Regions from separate parts of the Zea mays genome. Here all the other regions are linked to region 2. Evidence: chromatin contacts called from public Hi-C data. All regions are on one chromosome and are shown on one strand. The core of a region is the stretch at or near the end of the contact, and the rest is flanking DNA. Distances in the headings are between cores, read along the strand shown.

Region 1 (3,455 bases), core at 60-2,559, 150 kb after region 2:
AACCTCCACATCAATAATAGTTTGATGCCTCAATGCTATTACATATGATGTTGGGATGTGTAATCTCGGCTCCATAGGCCATGACAATTATCCTACTATTAGTTTCTTTAGAGATCTAAACGTGATTTTTCAAAAAAAAATGTGTGTGTATATGTATGTATGTAATCGACCAAGATGACATGAGGCCATGGTGGCCAGGTGGCAGTGCATCAAAAGGCCACAATCGTATCTTCGGGGGGAAAGGAAGTGGAGAGAAGAATGGCCAAAGATGTTTGTGGCCACAGCTTTGTGAGCCACATACTACCTCCAACAGTCTTAGGATGTCTCTAACAAAGGCTTATAAAGCATCATGTACACTAAACTTAGCATATGCAGCAGTGGGCAAGGCCGCCAGCAAGGAACGGTAAAGGGGCTATAAAATGTAGTGGTCGTTGAGAATCCTCTAAATCTAGTGAACGAGCAACGTTCGATATACAGGGCAGTTGTGTCCTCGTGCCTAGAGCACCGTCCGTGTTTTTGTCCTTGCCGTATTAAAAAAATGATTAGTAATGTATGTGATGTAATGTATGGTACCTGTGTTTGCGTCCTTGTTGTACTTAAGAAAACAATTACGTTGCTACAGATTGTTTTTTGATAGGCAAAAAATAATGGAAAATACAAATTCAGGTAACACTATAGATATAGATGACCAAATTTAGAGTACGTTGTTGGATATAAACAAGATATAAAGACGAAATCTTTTAGGAAGTGTTGTAAAGTATAGAGTATATTTTTTAGAGCATGCAATTTAGCGAACGCTGCTGGAGACAGCCTTAGTTATCTCACTTTATATTTCAAATTATACCGTCTAAATATTGTTTTACACATATACATGGTCTGCTGGGTATAGTCATGGTTGCGATCCAACCGTAGGATGATGAAACTACAACTGAACGGATGTGGTCCAGTGAAATCCTACGGCTGGATTCGAAAATAATGGCTAGTTTGGAAACCCTATTTTTCTAAGAGATTTTCATTTTCTCAAAAAAAATTAGTTTATTTTTCTTAGGAAAATAGAAATCTATTGGAAAAATTGTGTTTCCAAACTAGACTTAAGAGATGACGGCAACCATGACGATGACAGAGTGGGCTCATTGGAAAATCGGCCCGCCGGTGGCAAAGAAGCCCAGTTGGCGGCCCGGCCAGACACGGCAGTAACGGCACTCACTCGTTCCATCCGTGGCTTGCGTTGCGTTGCATTTTGCCGGCTCCACAGCAGCACATCACAGGGTGATTCGTTTTCTCTCTCCTGTCCGTTTGCTAATTTTGCTTGCTTGGTTGCATGCTGTGCTGAGATTTCTCCTGCCCAACGAACCGCGCGTATGCAGCATGACCTCCTCCTCCCTCGTCCCATCTGCTACTTTAGCTGCTCGTCACACACAGCAGCTTCCTCTCGCAAGCACGCTCGATCAGCCGCATGGATCCCGGCCGCCTCCATCTCCTTTCTTCTTCACTTGACCTCTTCTCCCCTTCCACCCACTTCCATTCTTGCCTACTTGCAGCTAGCTTTCTTGGCTGATCGATCTTGATCCGCCGCTGATGCGATCAAATAATAATCTGCTCTAGTTCCTTACCTTGATCGAAACATCATCAACGACGCATACCATGGGGGATGTGGGATGTGGCTGTGCTTGCTAGCAGCGCCACTCGGCACAGCTGCAAGGTGTGCCGGAAGGGCTTCCCCTGCGGCCGCTCGCTCGGCGGCCACATGCGTTCGCATTCCCTGGCCGACGAGCTGGACGACGAGGAGGAGCACCAACAGCGGCAAGGCCTTGATTGCGCGACGGCTCCGGGAGCAGGAGGTCACGGGCTGAGGGACAAGCCGAAGAAGACACGGCGCCTCTCGAGCCTCAGCGACTGCGGTGGCCGCGGTGACGTGTTTTCACCGTGTGAGTCGAACGTCGATTACCGCCGCGCGCGAGGCGGTGGCAAAGCGATGGAACTGGAGCGTGATTGGAAGCAGGAGGGCTTGATGCCGCCGCCGAGGCGTAGGCGCTCTATGCGTGTGCCGGCTCGCACGCCGCCGCCGACTGCCTTCGACAAGGAGCCGGAGGATGTCGCACTCTCCCTCATCATGCTGTCGTGCGACATCGTGGACCGTCGCGGTTGCTCCACGGCCGTGGGCGCCAAGTACTCGCCGGGAGAGGACAGCACGAGGCGAGATTATCAGTACGAGTACCACCACCATGACGCCGACTCCAACGACGGCACCAAAATCAACAAGAGGAAGCTCCATCACAGCGACGTTGGTGACGAGAAGCGGGGCCGGTACGAGTGCCCTGTATGCGGGAGGACGTTCCGGTCGTACCAAGCACTCGGCGGTCACCGCGCTAGCTACAAGCGGATCAATAGTAACTGTAGCATCGCCAAACCTATCCTTGACTACCAACCGGAGCCCAAGCCCAGCGTCGAGACCAACACTACCTCCATGGTTAGTAATAATAGGACGATTAAATTCGAGTGTCGCATCTGCTTTAGGGTGTTTAGCTCGGGACAGTCGCTCGGTGGACACAAGCGGTCACACTCGATCGCCGGTGAGCTCTATGAGCACGTACATTCTGTCGATGACGATGACGTTGGTGACGATGAGCAACCACTGATCTCTGATGAGTTTCTTGATCTCAATCTGCCAGCTCCAGGAGTTGAGGATTGAAATTTGGCTACTTAAGTCTTGATTTTCAGACGAAGTATGGATGTGGTACCTACATACTAGTGTGAACTATAGATTCAGGTTCAATCGATTCTTCGGAGCTTCAAGTTACGAGTGATCTAGATTCGGTGAGATGAACAATGATTGCTAATCTTCTTGGGTTCAAATTTCACTTATATTATGCATTTTACTAGTTTTTTTGTTTTGTTTTTCAGTATCTTTATATAGAGTGATAAGCATCTCATAATAAAGTGCTAAACCTGAGATAATTCAATGAAAGATTTTTAATTTTTAATTCAGTCAGCATTGTATTTCTCAAGTTTATAGAATTCAGTGAATGCTTTTAAGTTTGATATTAATCTCCCTTTTTTGTTGACTCTCTAACTGATCTAAGTAGCTCCTTAGCGTCGTCCATAGCCTTTTACTGCTGCTTTTTACTGACCTAGAATTCGGGTAGGCAGTGGCAGCATACTCACAGCATTCTCATGATACTGGTGGTTGGTTTTATTTAGGGTTTTTCAAAGATTGGAGCAACAAGTAGGCCAATTCACCTCTCCCTTTCCATCTCTTCGTTTCTTCTTTTTACGTGACACAAGGAATGAACTGTGTCTGTGACCCACCCAGCTGAAACAAAGTGTGAGGGGAATGGAAAAGGAGGCTGCAGCAATCAAGCAAAAAAGCTTTGCTGAGCAGACTGTGTAAAAGTTCAATTAGGGCTGGTTTGGTAGATATGGTATTTCCATGTCCACCAAACCAGCCCTTAAGA
Region 2 (3,590 bases), core at 985-3,484:
AAAAAAATGTTCAAGGATAGCTGAAGATTTTAACTTATATAAACGTCTAATTGGGGGATAACACTACATGTACTCTAGAACTATTACAAAATATCATAATACATGTGGAACAAATTCTTCAATAATTTAGCAGAGAATCCAAAATATGCTTGACCTTGAAGAACATAAATACGTAATACAGAATAACTTACTCGACGGTTTGTCAGAGCTTGTGGGACATCTCCTTGAACGATCCTCTGAGCTAACCTAAACAAGAAACAAAAAATCAAGTTAAGGGAATTATTTCGATAATCAATGATATGTTGTGTAAAAAGCATTGTTTACCAACCCTTCAGCTATAGCTGTTTTCCCTACACCAGGTTCACCAATCAGAACTGGATTGTTCTTTGTTCTTCGTGATAAAATCTGTATACATCTTCGAATCTCATCATCTCTTCCAATAACTGGATCAAGCTTCCCTTGACGTGCCATAGCTGTCAGATCCTTTCCATATTTCTCCAAAGCTTCGTACTTTCCCTCAGGATCTATTGAAAACACATATTTTTAATTTTTTATGTGAAAATATCTTCTGTTGTATCAGAGGGACACAGGAGTTCAAGGTAAAAAATTTCATATCAATTATGCATGGAAAGGTGATGTCTACTTCAGCAGACGCTTCATTACTTGCCATTTTCTTTGTGCAATTTACAGGAATATAGGTCACATCATGCAATTTTATGGAGCACAGACAGAGGAAGAGGATAGAAGTTGCAAGCATGTTAATGCCAGCATTGCAAGTAGGGGGAACTCATACCTTGATCGATTACATTTTGCTTCCCTCTAATCGATTCAATGGCTGATTTCAACGTCTTCACAGTAATCTGAAAATCCTTGAACAGCTGTTTCCCAAACCGCTTATCTTCAGCAAAGCCAAGGACTAGATGCTCAACTGAGACATATGAATCGCCGTACTCTTTCTTGAAGTCCCGGGCTCTTTGTATCAGAGCTTCTAAGTCACGCCCCAACATAGATCCAGGTTCTTCACCTAATACCTGAATCATTAAACAGAACGTAAGACAACTATGAATGGAAATTCCTTGTTTTTTGTTTCAACGAAAAGCAATATATAGAAAGATATTGAAGAATGTTGAGTTTATTGAAGTGGGAAAAATGTTTTTCCAGTTCTCTGATCATTATTCCGAGTTCATAGTAAGATGCATTAATCTTGCTAAGACAAACTGCATGTGAATATCAACAGAATCGGAGTGTGTTGAGGACGAAGCACCTTAGGCTGTCTCTGGATGAACTTCTCCGTGGCATCAAGAAGCCTTGTATTATCAACTCCTGCCTTAGAAAAAATGCGGCGGGCAAGGCCATTCCGTTGCTCCAGCAGGGATTTCATCATATGCTCAGTCTCCACAATCTGGTGCTTGCTCTCCTTCGCCACCTCAGGGGATGAGACAATTGCTTGCCACGCCATCTCAGTGAACTCTTGTTGTGTAATCTGTCAGCGGGATAGGTGCTGACGAGTGAGAAATATGTGTGTGTGTGAAAAAAATATACAATTTCCTGGCTCTTCATCAAAAGAGTATCAGTAGTATAAATGCTATGAAAACTACTTTTCGTTAATGAGAAATGGAACATAAATAAATGCATCGATGGCTGTATTACATGTACAACGACCGTGACATTAGGAATTGAAAACGGAACAAGCCAGTATATTTCTGTAAAATGAAATCAAAGAAAAAGAAGTGCGCAAAATCGGACTGAAAATGAAGGCAAGGAAAACGGGTCCCTACCCTGCCGTCCCGGCTGGTGGCGTTGCAGCGAACGGAGAGCGGCGTCCGGCAGAGCCTCTTCCCGACCACCGGAGCCAGTACCCCGCCCCTTCCTCCTCCCGTCGTCCTTAGTCCCGCCTTACCCCTCACATGACCCGCCCTCGCCGCGCCCCACGCCGCGGCTACGACCGGCGTCGGCACGGCCGCGGCCGCGGCGGGGGCGGAGGTTAGGAAGGAAAGTGCGTCGGCGGACAGAGGCGGCGCGGCGGCCATGGTGGGGCGCTGTAGTGTTGATGGCACAATCGTGATTGCTTATCAGAAGGTAGGAGGAGCAATTCAGACTGGAATGGAACTCTGGATTGGATGGTTTATCAGGAGAAATGGTATGGCATGGTATGGAACAGAAGGTCGCGGCGGGGCGGGACGAAGCGTGTATAAATCGGTGGCGGCGTGGAGGGTGGAGACAAGCGGAGGAGGAGGTTCTGGGAGGTTCAGGTGCCAACGAGCACTTCCGTGGAGTGGAGAAGGGGAGGAAGACGATAGGGAAAGGAAGGACCGGAATAGAAGGGGTGGGGCGCGTGCTCTGCGAGCGCGGCGCCGTCGGATCTCGCGCTGGACGGCCGGGATCTGTGTCTATGCGCTCGGGTGGGTGATTTGGAGTCGCACCGCCTCTTGCTGCATTCCCTTTTTCATATATATCTAATCTAATCTACTAAATCCTAAAATCCATATCTAATATTAAAAAAACTAAAATTGTATCTTAGTTTATTTTCGCTCATGTTCTCTAAATGTATATATAATAATAAAGAGTCTTTGTTAGATTTTAATAAGATCGTACTTAATTTTCTCCGGCAAGATACTTTAAAGGTATCGTTTGGTTCACGTATTGGTAATATAATGGGTAACCAATAACGTTAAATTATATTTGTTTAAGTCTATCTGTAATTGATACCACACTAGAAATGAATACCGACTTATTCAAACTTATTACCACCGGTATTCGAGTGTGAATTATTACCATTATTATTTATGTTACATTTCGTGAACCAAACAACACATAAATTCTCTTCCCTATTTCTTTTGCTCTTTATAGTATCATTTAAAAAATTATGTGCTCTATACTGCACTCTCACTAGTAACGTCCTATATTAATCTATTTTTTGAACCATGGTTTTAAAGTCGTCTGACTAATCGCGATTAGTCGGCCTTATCGCCTGGTAGAGCACGATTAGCATGGACGACTCGATTAGGGCGACTAGGTGACGACTAATCGTCCTAGTTGGCAACTAATCGCAATTAGTCGGCCGACTAGGTGCCATGTCCGACTAGCTTGTGCCAAGTTTGGACCTGTAAAAAAAGTGTCCTCTGTTATATCATTATATGGGTTGGCGGCCCACTGTCTCCACTCTCCAGTCCACAGTAGAAACAAGCTCTATTGTCTGCCACTGTGCCGCCGCATAGTAGAAACCCTAAGCCGCCACACAATAGAAACCCTAAGTCGTCGCCTCTGCCCCCTCTCACACTCTGCTCCATTGCTGCCCTGCGGCCCTGCCCTCTGCTCCGGTGGTCCTCAGCTCCGGTGGCCCTGCCCTCTGTTGCGCTCGCCTCTGCTGTCTGCTCAGCTCCGGTGGCCCTGCCCTCTGATGCGCTCGCCTCTGCTCAACTCCGGTGGCCCTACCCTCTGCCCTCTGTTGCGCTCGCCTCTACTCAGCTTCGGCGCTCGCCTCTGCTCACTGCTCTGCTCCGACAACTGTCTGCACCAATCTGTTCTGAACTCTGTTCAGAGTTCAGTGCTCACTTCACTAGTCTGTTCAGAGTTCAGTGCTCACTTCA
Region 3 (3,707 bases), core at 403-2,902, 160 kb before region 2:
TACTAATTTATAACTTTTGTGGCAAACAAAAAAGATAAACTGTGTACCTTTATTTCCACAAACCAGTAATGGATTCAGATTCATGGTTGCGCTCGTCGGCAATCTCCAAGATGCACGTAAACAACATGGAACAAACGGGAAGTGGATTACACTCCATGACTTAAGCATGCACAATTATACAGATATAACAAATTACTATGTGGATTCAACGAAGCTGTCAAATCCTGTCACTACTGTGTACCTTTATAATGCCCGGATTCAGCTGTCGAAGTGGATTTCAACGAACAATGGTTGTAATCAAGAAAACTGTTGTAGATCATTTCATTCGGGACATAAAAGATTTAGTGTGTGCTACTGCTTTGAGTTTCAATGAAGAGACAGAAGAAGTACAAAGGATGCGGGGGATGTTGTGGCGTACCTGGAGAGCGCAGGCAAGGATGCGAGGGATGTTGTGGCTTCCACGCATGACTTTTTATTCGGACCGATGATGCCGTGGAGGGAAACTTGTCGCCCGGAGATCTCCTCCAAGAGTGTCGGGGCGAGGACCGAGATCCGGGGCACAGTGAACGCGTTCGTTGATGCTGGGCGGGGGCGACGATCCGGGGCAAGAGTGTCGGGGCACAAAGGAGGCGATCTCCTTCCATGGAGAGTGTGGGCGAGGACCGAGATCTCGGGGGCTGCTTGGAAGCCGACCTACCCAGGCGTCCTCGCCACGCTCCGGAGATCTCCTCCAAGAGTGTTGGGGCGACGCAGCGGATGAGTCCGCTGATGCTGGGCAGGGGCGACGATCCGGGAGGGACGACAGCGATTTGGGGCCGATCCCCTTCCATGGAGAGCGGATTTGGGGCCACGCCAGCGTGGATTTCCTTCCAACAAGATCGTGGGTTTCCTTCTAGGGAGAGCGTGGGCGAGGGCCGAGGTTACCACGACGATTTGGGTCTGGGCGTGAGCTCTGGCAGCGGCGCATCGCCGTCGAGGTACTGGACGATCTGGCGCATGGTCGGGCGCGCGAGGGTATGGCGGCTGGGGCTATGGGGCCAGGTGAGCGTGGGTTGGGGAAGAAATGCAGAGGAGTAGGGAGGGAAAGGCGACGGGGGAAGAAGGGAACGCGACGGTCATCGCGACGACGGGGCTGGATCGCTCGGGGGCGGAGGCGAGGGCACCATGGCACGGGGTGCGGGCATCACGCTGGGGGTAGGGAGAGGGGGCGCGGCCATCGCGGCGTCGGGGAGGAGCGACAATCGTGGCTGCGCGCTTGGGGACTGGGGAGGATAGCGGAGGTGAGAGATGGCAGAACCGTGCACCACACAACGATGTAGACGCCTACACTACGGTCTTAAGAGATAGTAGAGATTCATTAATACTATGCTATAATAACCATTTGCTAATTATATATTTCCTTTATTCTTTTTACTCTTTTTTATCTGTCACGATTTAGTTTAAATATGAACTAGCGGACGGCAAATATTAAATATCTGGAAATGGAGGTCGTATTAATTAGGTTTAATAATTTCTTCTCGTTGTTTAGTCTTCATCTATATTATTAGTTTTATAACTAAACTATATTTAATATCTATTTAATATCTGTAATTGACATTCAAAATTTTTATATGATCCATACTATAAACTTTTAGTTAGGGACCAAACACACACTTTAAACAATACAAAAAAAACCCCAAAGTCGGCTCTCTCGAGTCTGCTCGAATCTTGATCCACCACAACACGCGGTTCCCCGAGTCGAAGGCTCGAAGCAGCAGAGCCAGCAGCGAGCCGCCGCCCGCCGCCGATGGCGTCCCCATCGCCGGCTTCCGCGCGGCCGCAGCGCTCTCCTGACGAGGTGGAGGACATCATCCTCCGCAAGATCCTCCTCGTCTCCCTGACGCCCCCGGCCAACCCCAGCCCAGCCGTCGCCTACCTCGAGCTCACCGCCGCCGAGCTCCTCTCTGAGTCGCGCCCTCTCCTCGCCCTGCGCGATGCCGCCGAGCGCCTCCTCATCGACCGCCTCTCGCTCCCGGACCCGCCCGCCGGGTCCCCGACCCCTTTCGCCTACCTCGTCTCCGCTTTCCGCCGCGCCGCCGACGAGGCGCGTAAGATCTCCACCATCCGCGACGCCGCTCTCCGGGCGCGCCTCGCAGCCTCCATAGCGCACCTCCGGGCCCTCATCCTCTCCTACGCGCGCATCGTCGCCGGGAATCCCGACACCTTCCCCACCCCGCCCGGCGCGCAACACCCCGCCTCCGACCTCCTCGTATTCCTCCTCGCTGAGGCAGCCGACCCGCTCGACCCCACCCCGGCCCCCGGGGCGCCGCCGCCGCCGGGCTTCATTGATGAGTTCTTAGGCAGCGCGGACTATGACTCCATCGAGCCGGCCATGGGGGAGCTATACGAGCTCCTTAGGCAGAGTGTCGATAAGGTTTCGGCCCTCGGTGACTTTCAGCGCCCATTGCGGTTGCTCAGGCGGCTTGTGGGGATCCCCAATTGTGCCAAGGCCCTGGTTAACCATCCTAAGTGGATACCAAAGAATCAGATCATGCTCATTGGGGAAGGGAGGGTCATGGAGCTATACAGTGTACTCGGGGCCTTCTTCCATGTAAGCGCCATCCGAGACCGAGAGTTCGCTAGCAAGCCTGATGTGGGGTGAGTACTATTTATCTTGTTGGTTCTTGTTGATCAAACTTCACAGCTCCCATATGTGTTCGTTTATGTGTGCAGAATTGCATCTTGGATACTGTGCCCAGGTGTTGCTGGTGTTTTTTTTCTGGCTATGACTAATTTAACAACCCATAAATAAATTATATTTAGAGATTTATAGGATACAGAAGTTTGGTCAACCACCTTTTCTTACTGCTAATAGGATGCAGAAGTTTCAAATTTTTAATATTGCTTTTGTGGAAACTGGAAAGATTTAAATTCTGAATTTTCATGTACACTTCTAAACGATCTGTTTATAGTGCATTGCTTCAGTTAAGCCGTGAACTGTGAAGTTTCTCACCACACATTCGGTACTCGGTTCATCATACATCCGGTACTCGGTTGCTAGCTTGGGGATTAGGCTAAAAATTTCTCTTTGCTAGGTCAGGAGAGTTGGACAAGAATGTTGATCTTTCTTCCTGCTACTTAGGTATTAAGATTTAGTGTTCATTATTATTAAACTAATGGAATTTTAGATTTATATCGTGTGTATAGTTGGCCCGCTGATTTTTGGCATTCTTCATTCCCGGTCAGGATTTTGGAACAGAAATTCAATTGGAAAATATCATATAGTGTGGTTCAGCTAAGGATTGCTGTGGCCTGTGGGTCAGTTAAAAGATTAATAGTTCTTTATGTGCCAAACCTATGAGGACAATTTGAGGGATGTGGCAGACGTTGGGCATGTTTGGATACACATGGCTAATTACTAGTTGGAGCTAAGAATTTGCTCAATTTAGCTGTAGTTGGTTAGCTAATCGGCTAACAACTAGTTGAAGACTTGGCTAAAAAAATAGTCCACTTATTATCCCTCCTGTTTGGACGCACTAGAGCTAATTTGAGCTAAAAAATAGCTAGCTAACAATTAGCCCTTGGTATCTTAACATGCCCATTGTATGGCATGTAAGGAACTTCCCTACCGATTAATGTTCGATGATTGAATCTTCCAATGTTCAATGGAAATCTCCATATCCTTCTTTGGATTCATTAACATAACCTTTTTTTTCTCATAGGCTTGT
Region 4 (3,589 bases), core at 1,004-3,503, 250 kb after region 2:
AGACCATTATCACAATGGATGGGCCAAACAATATTTTATTCTTGAATCGTGGACATGGACCATAAGAAACTATAGCCTTTCAACCATGGCAATCTTGATCAGAACATTAGGGACAAGGTCAATCACATGGAAGCATGTGAATGTCTCCTGCAATTGAACCACATGAACAAAAAATCACAGATATATTTTTTGAACGCAATGGCTTGAATTCTGGCTGTCAACTAAAAAGGAAAGAGTTCAAATATGAGCAAAAAACCACAGATATGAGTACGACAAAGTGTAAAAAACATGATCAACAGGGCAAACAGTCATGCTAGGCAAAAAGCCTTTATGCCATAAGTGGTTAAAGCTTAAAAGTTGTAACAAACACATTAGCTTGACCATGGAATTGCTTAAAACCATATACAGTAGTCAGTAGGTGTGAGCCAATTTCGATCAAGGATAGACTAAGCTCGCATTCACCTTAATAGGCAGCCTAGTGAATTAGGCATTACCTGTGGTTCATAGTTCATAAGTTGAGCAGTTATAGTCTTTTTTTCGCGAGCAGGCCGAAGCTAGTATGTTAAAAAAAATATAACAGAAGCCAGTATTCCATTAAGAGGACAGTAGGGTTTTAACATTACAAGCCTGACGTCCCACTAACACCAGCCCTTCCCTCTGTCAGAGAGGCGAGTGACACAGGGCCGGACAAGGCGCACAACCAAACTACTGGGATTACATTTTTTTTAAATGTTGGACAGCAGACAGACTTCAAAAAAGAGGGCTTGACTTTCCCAAGAATTGTGTCCTTTGTGATAAGAAGAAACTGTGCAGCATATCTTAACTAACTATGTCTTTGCAAGGCGGTTATGGCATGCTACCTTATCCCAAATTGGCCTTACTGCTGTGGTACCTAAGAGAAGAGATGTCTACTTTGTTGACTGGTGGAGGAAAGCTTCTTTAAAAATTCCCAAAGGCAAAATAAAAGGATTCCATAGTGCTGTCATCCTTGGAGCGTGGAGCTTTGGAAGCTTAGAAATAGGTGTGCTTTTTATGAGACTCGACCTTGCCTTCAATCCCTAGAGGAGGGGTTCAGAGAAGAGTGGCAGCTATGGGTTTTGAGGGTTCAATAGTGCTATCATCCTTGGAGCGTGGAGCCTTTGGAAGCATAAAAATAGGTGTGGAGAAAAATACTTGGATTACATTGAGCAGGAATAGTCATACATACATATACTTAGGGTGGTAATGGGCTCTAAATTTTAGAGTATATAAAACTTATGGATCAAATCAGATTAGAAGAGTCGGGCTCTATTCCTATTTATTTTTAAACTAATAAAATTTATTAAAAGTCATAAGAAACATTTGGATCGTGCCACCCCTACGCATACTTGACGCACTATCATAAGCATAGATTGGTGAATGGTGCGTGATAATTACTAAGCAAGCAAAGCAATCTTACGTATATATGAAGCTGCAATAGATACCAACACAGTCATAGTACTTGAAAAGTCATATGAAGCCGAGATACACGGGTTATATACGAGAAATTATATATATATATATATATATAAGTTTATAATATGCTATATACTATTGAAAGCACATAGCGATGAAGCAACAAAAATCTAAAGCTACATGTGAGAACGCAAGAAGTAGTGCTCCTCTTATACACGTCAGTTGACCTCGCAGAGCATGAAGAATCATGGGGAAAGAGAGGAGGGAAGTAACAAACTCCGAAGTCCTATCTTTCCAAGGAAAATAAACTAATTTTCTTTGGAAAAATGAAAATTCCGGAAAATGAGTTTCCCAAACTAGAGAAGAACGAATCTGCGCGGTATCATTTGATCTCCGCAAGAAGCGACCGAAATGGAACCCAGAAATTGACGGGACGGAAAGGAGCAGAGCACCCTCAACTCACAGAATGAAATCATGGATAGGAGAACTGGAAGGAGCGTCGCCTAGCCCTGCTGGCTCCCTGGTCCCTGCCGCGCCCGTCTGTCTCCCTCCGTCGTCCCCGCGCTCCGCGGCCGCTACGTAGTCTCCTTTATGGCTCGCTCCCTGCAGGCTGCAGCTACAGCCTACAGGACGGAGCAGAAGATTGCAGTTGCGATGGACCGAGGCGGAGGTGTATCCGTGTATTCCTCCGGATGCTTCCACGTGGGACCCCGGAATATATTTCGCCGTCGGCGCGGTGACTGGGCAGCGCCGACGGTGGCGATGTGCACACGCGCCATGGTTTGATCCCTTGACGCATGGGGTTGGGGCCGGGCCACCGGTAGAGATGGCGATGGATCCCGGCGGGGACTAAATATTTTACCGATATTTTTCTTATTAAACAAAAACTTTATCCAATAAGTAAACAAGTATTAAACGTGTATCTGTTAACTCGTGGATATAAAATACCTAATATAAACCTTCACCCATATTCGTTGTTTCTTGTGCAACTGTGAAATTAGATATTATTACTATAAATCTAATTACAATCTTAATCATGTAGTTTAATTTTTGCATCCTCCTATGTCTATATTGTTCGAAATTAAATGGCGTGATACTTGACTATGGCACATGATTTTATTTAAATCTAATGTTTAGCATCTAGTATTTTTTAAAGTTCATTAAATTTGTTGAATGATGCAGGATATATGATATATGTCTAATCTACGTGGATGAGGATGACTCGACGTGTGATCTATACCTACATGGGTATGAAGGTAAATTCATATCCACCAGTAAATATGTGTATGTATTTACGAATCGCCCTTTCTAGCCACCGATGTTCACCATTACGTTTTTAATATAGAAAATTTCATTTTCTATCAAAAATTGACTTTTGTATTTTTAAATTCGAAACCGAGATCTCCAAGATTCGCTTCTCAGTCAGCAGTGAAATAGGAAATTTCACCGAATTTCAGTGATCTCCCTACGAGAAGCGGAAGCAGAGAAGATACCTGTTGTTTTCGTATTACGGCCGCTTGGGTACGCCAGCCTAACAATCCACAACGGCTCCTACGTTCCTCTATTTCACCTTCTAAAATTTACATTTTTACCGCCCTCTAAAATATTATATCCTTTAAATCCTAGTTCACGCAACAATTTTCTCTAAATTGATCCCCTATATACAATACATCATATTCTTAATACATTTTAAATTATTATTTTTTACGCATGAATTAATCATAGTCTAAGATATATCTCTATCTCTTCTATATTATAACATCAGTTTCAACAGTCGTCCCACATTATAATTTTACAAATAATCTCTCATATCTATTTCAAATTAACCCGCTGCATATTTGTCGCTTCCGCGCACACGCCAGGCGTCATCCTGCTTTTTTTCTCTCTCCCCCTTATGCCTCCGCCTCTGCGCCACCCCATTATTGACAGAGAGCGTGGGAGCAGACGTCACCTCCCCGTATTCGTCCGACACTAGCCCCGATAGCGACCGCGCAGTGGATATTGCACGTCCACGAGAACGTTTCCACAACATGCGCGCACCATCGTTTTTGCTGTCGTCGGACGTCCCGTTCGTCTTCCCGGCCTTCGCCTTGTTCTTCCTCCCCAAATTGTTGCCCCCGCCCACGGTCGTAGCCGCGAGCCGATCGACGCTCGT

What was found. A called contact is a pair of places that touch in the nucleus more often than the background predicts.
Region 1: a contact with region 2 is called in a Hi-C map of ear, with 4 times the contacts expected there. The contact joins the promoter of LOC103636520 here to the promoter of LOC103636567 in region 2. A contact is called at or near these places in 14 of 25 Hi-C or Micro-C datasets (bundle sheath, ear, endosperm and 3 more).
Region 3: a contact with region 2 is called in a Hi-C map of leaf, with 2.6 times the contacts expected there. The contact joins the promoter of LOC103636597 here to the promoter of LOC103636567 in region 2. A contact is called at or near these places in 7 of 25 Hi-C or Micro-C datasets (bundle sheath, ear, endosperm and 3 more).
Region 4: a contact with region 2 is called in a Hi-C map of tassel, with 2.6 times the contacts expected there. The contact joins the promoter of LOC103636484 here to the promoter of LOC103636567 in region 2. A contact is called at or near these places in 2 of 25 Hi-C or Micro-C datasets (leaf and tassel).

The regions. Positions count from the first base shown.
Region 1 is chr1:75,129,544-75,132,998 of Zm-B73-REFERENCE-NAM-5.0, reverse strand. LOC103636520 (zinc finger protein ZAT4) reads left to right here and starts at 1,309. Exons shown (of 1, transcript XM_008658867.2): 1 at 1,309-3,044. The coding sequence starts at 1,652. The coding sequence ends at 2,692.
Region 2 is chr1:75,275,867-75,279,456 of Zm-B73-REFERENCE-NAM-5.0, reverse strand. LOC103636567 (chaperone protein ClpB2, chloroplastic-like) reads right to left here and starts at 2,234. Exons shown (of 10, transcript NM_001347043.1): 1 at 1,779-2,234; 2 at 1,265-1,483; 3 at 794-1,031; 4 at 329-524; 5 at 192-246. The coding sequence starts at 2,030.
Region 3 is chr1:75,434,245-75,437,951 of Zm-B73-REFERENCE-NAM-5.0, reverse strand. It overlaps LOC103636597 (probable ubiquitin conjugation factor E4), which reads left to right and starts at 1,652. Exons shown (of 16, transcript XM_008658957.3): 1 at 1,652-2,637. The coding sequence starts at 1,787.
Region 4 is chr1:75,021,589-75,025,177 of Zm-B73-REFERENCE-NAM-5.0, reverse strand. LOC103636484 (diacylglycerol kinase 1) reads right to left here and starts at 2,253. Exons shown (of 9, transcript XR_002266139.2): 1 at 1,898-2,253; 2 at 1-147.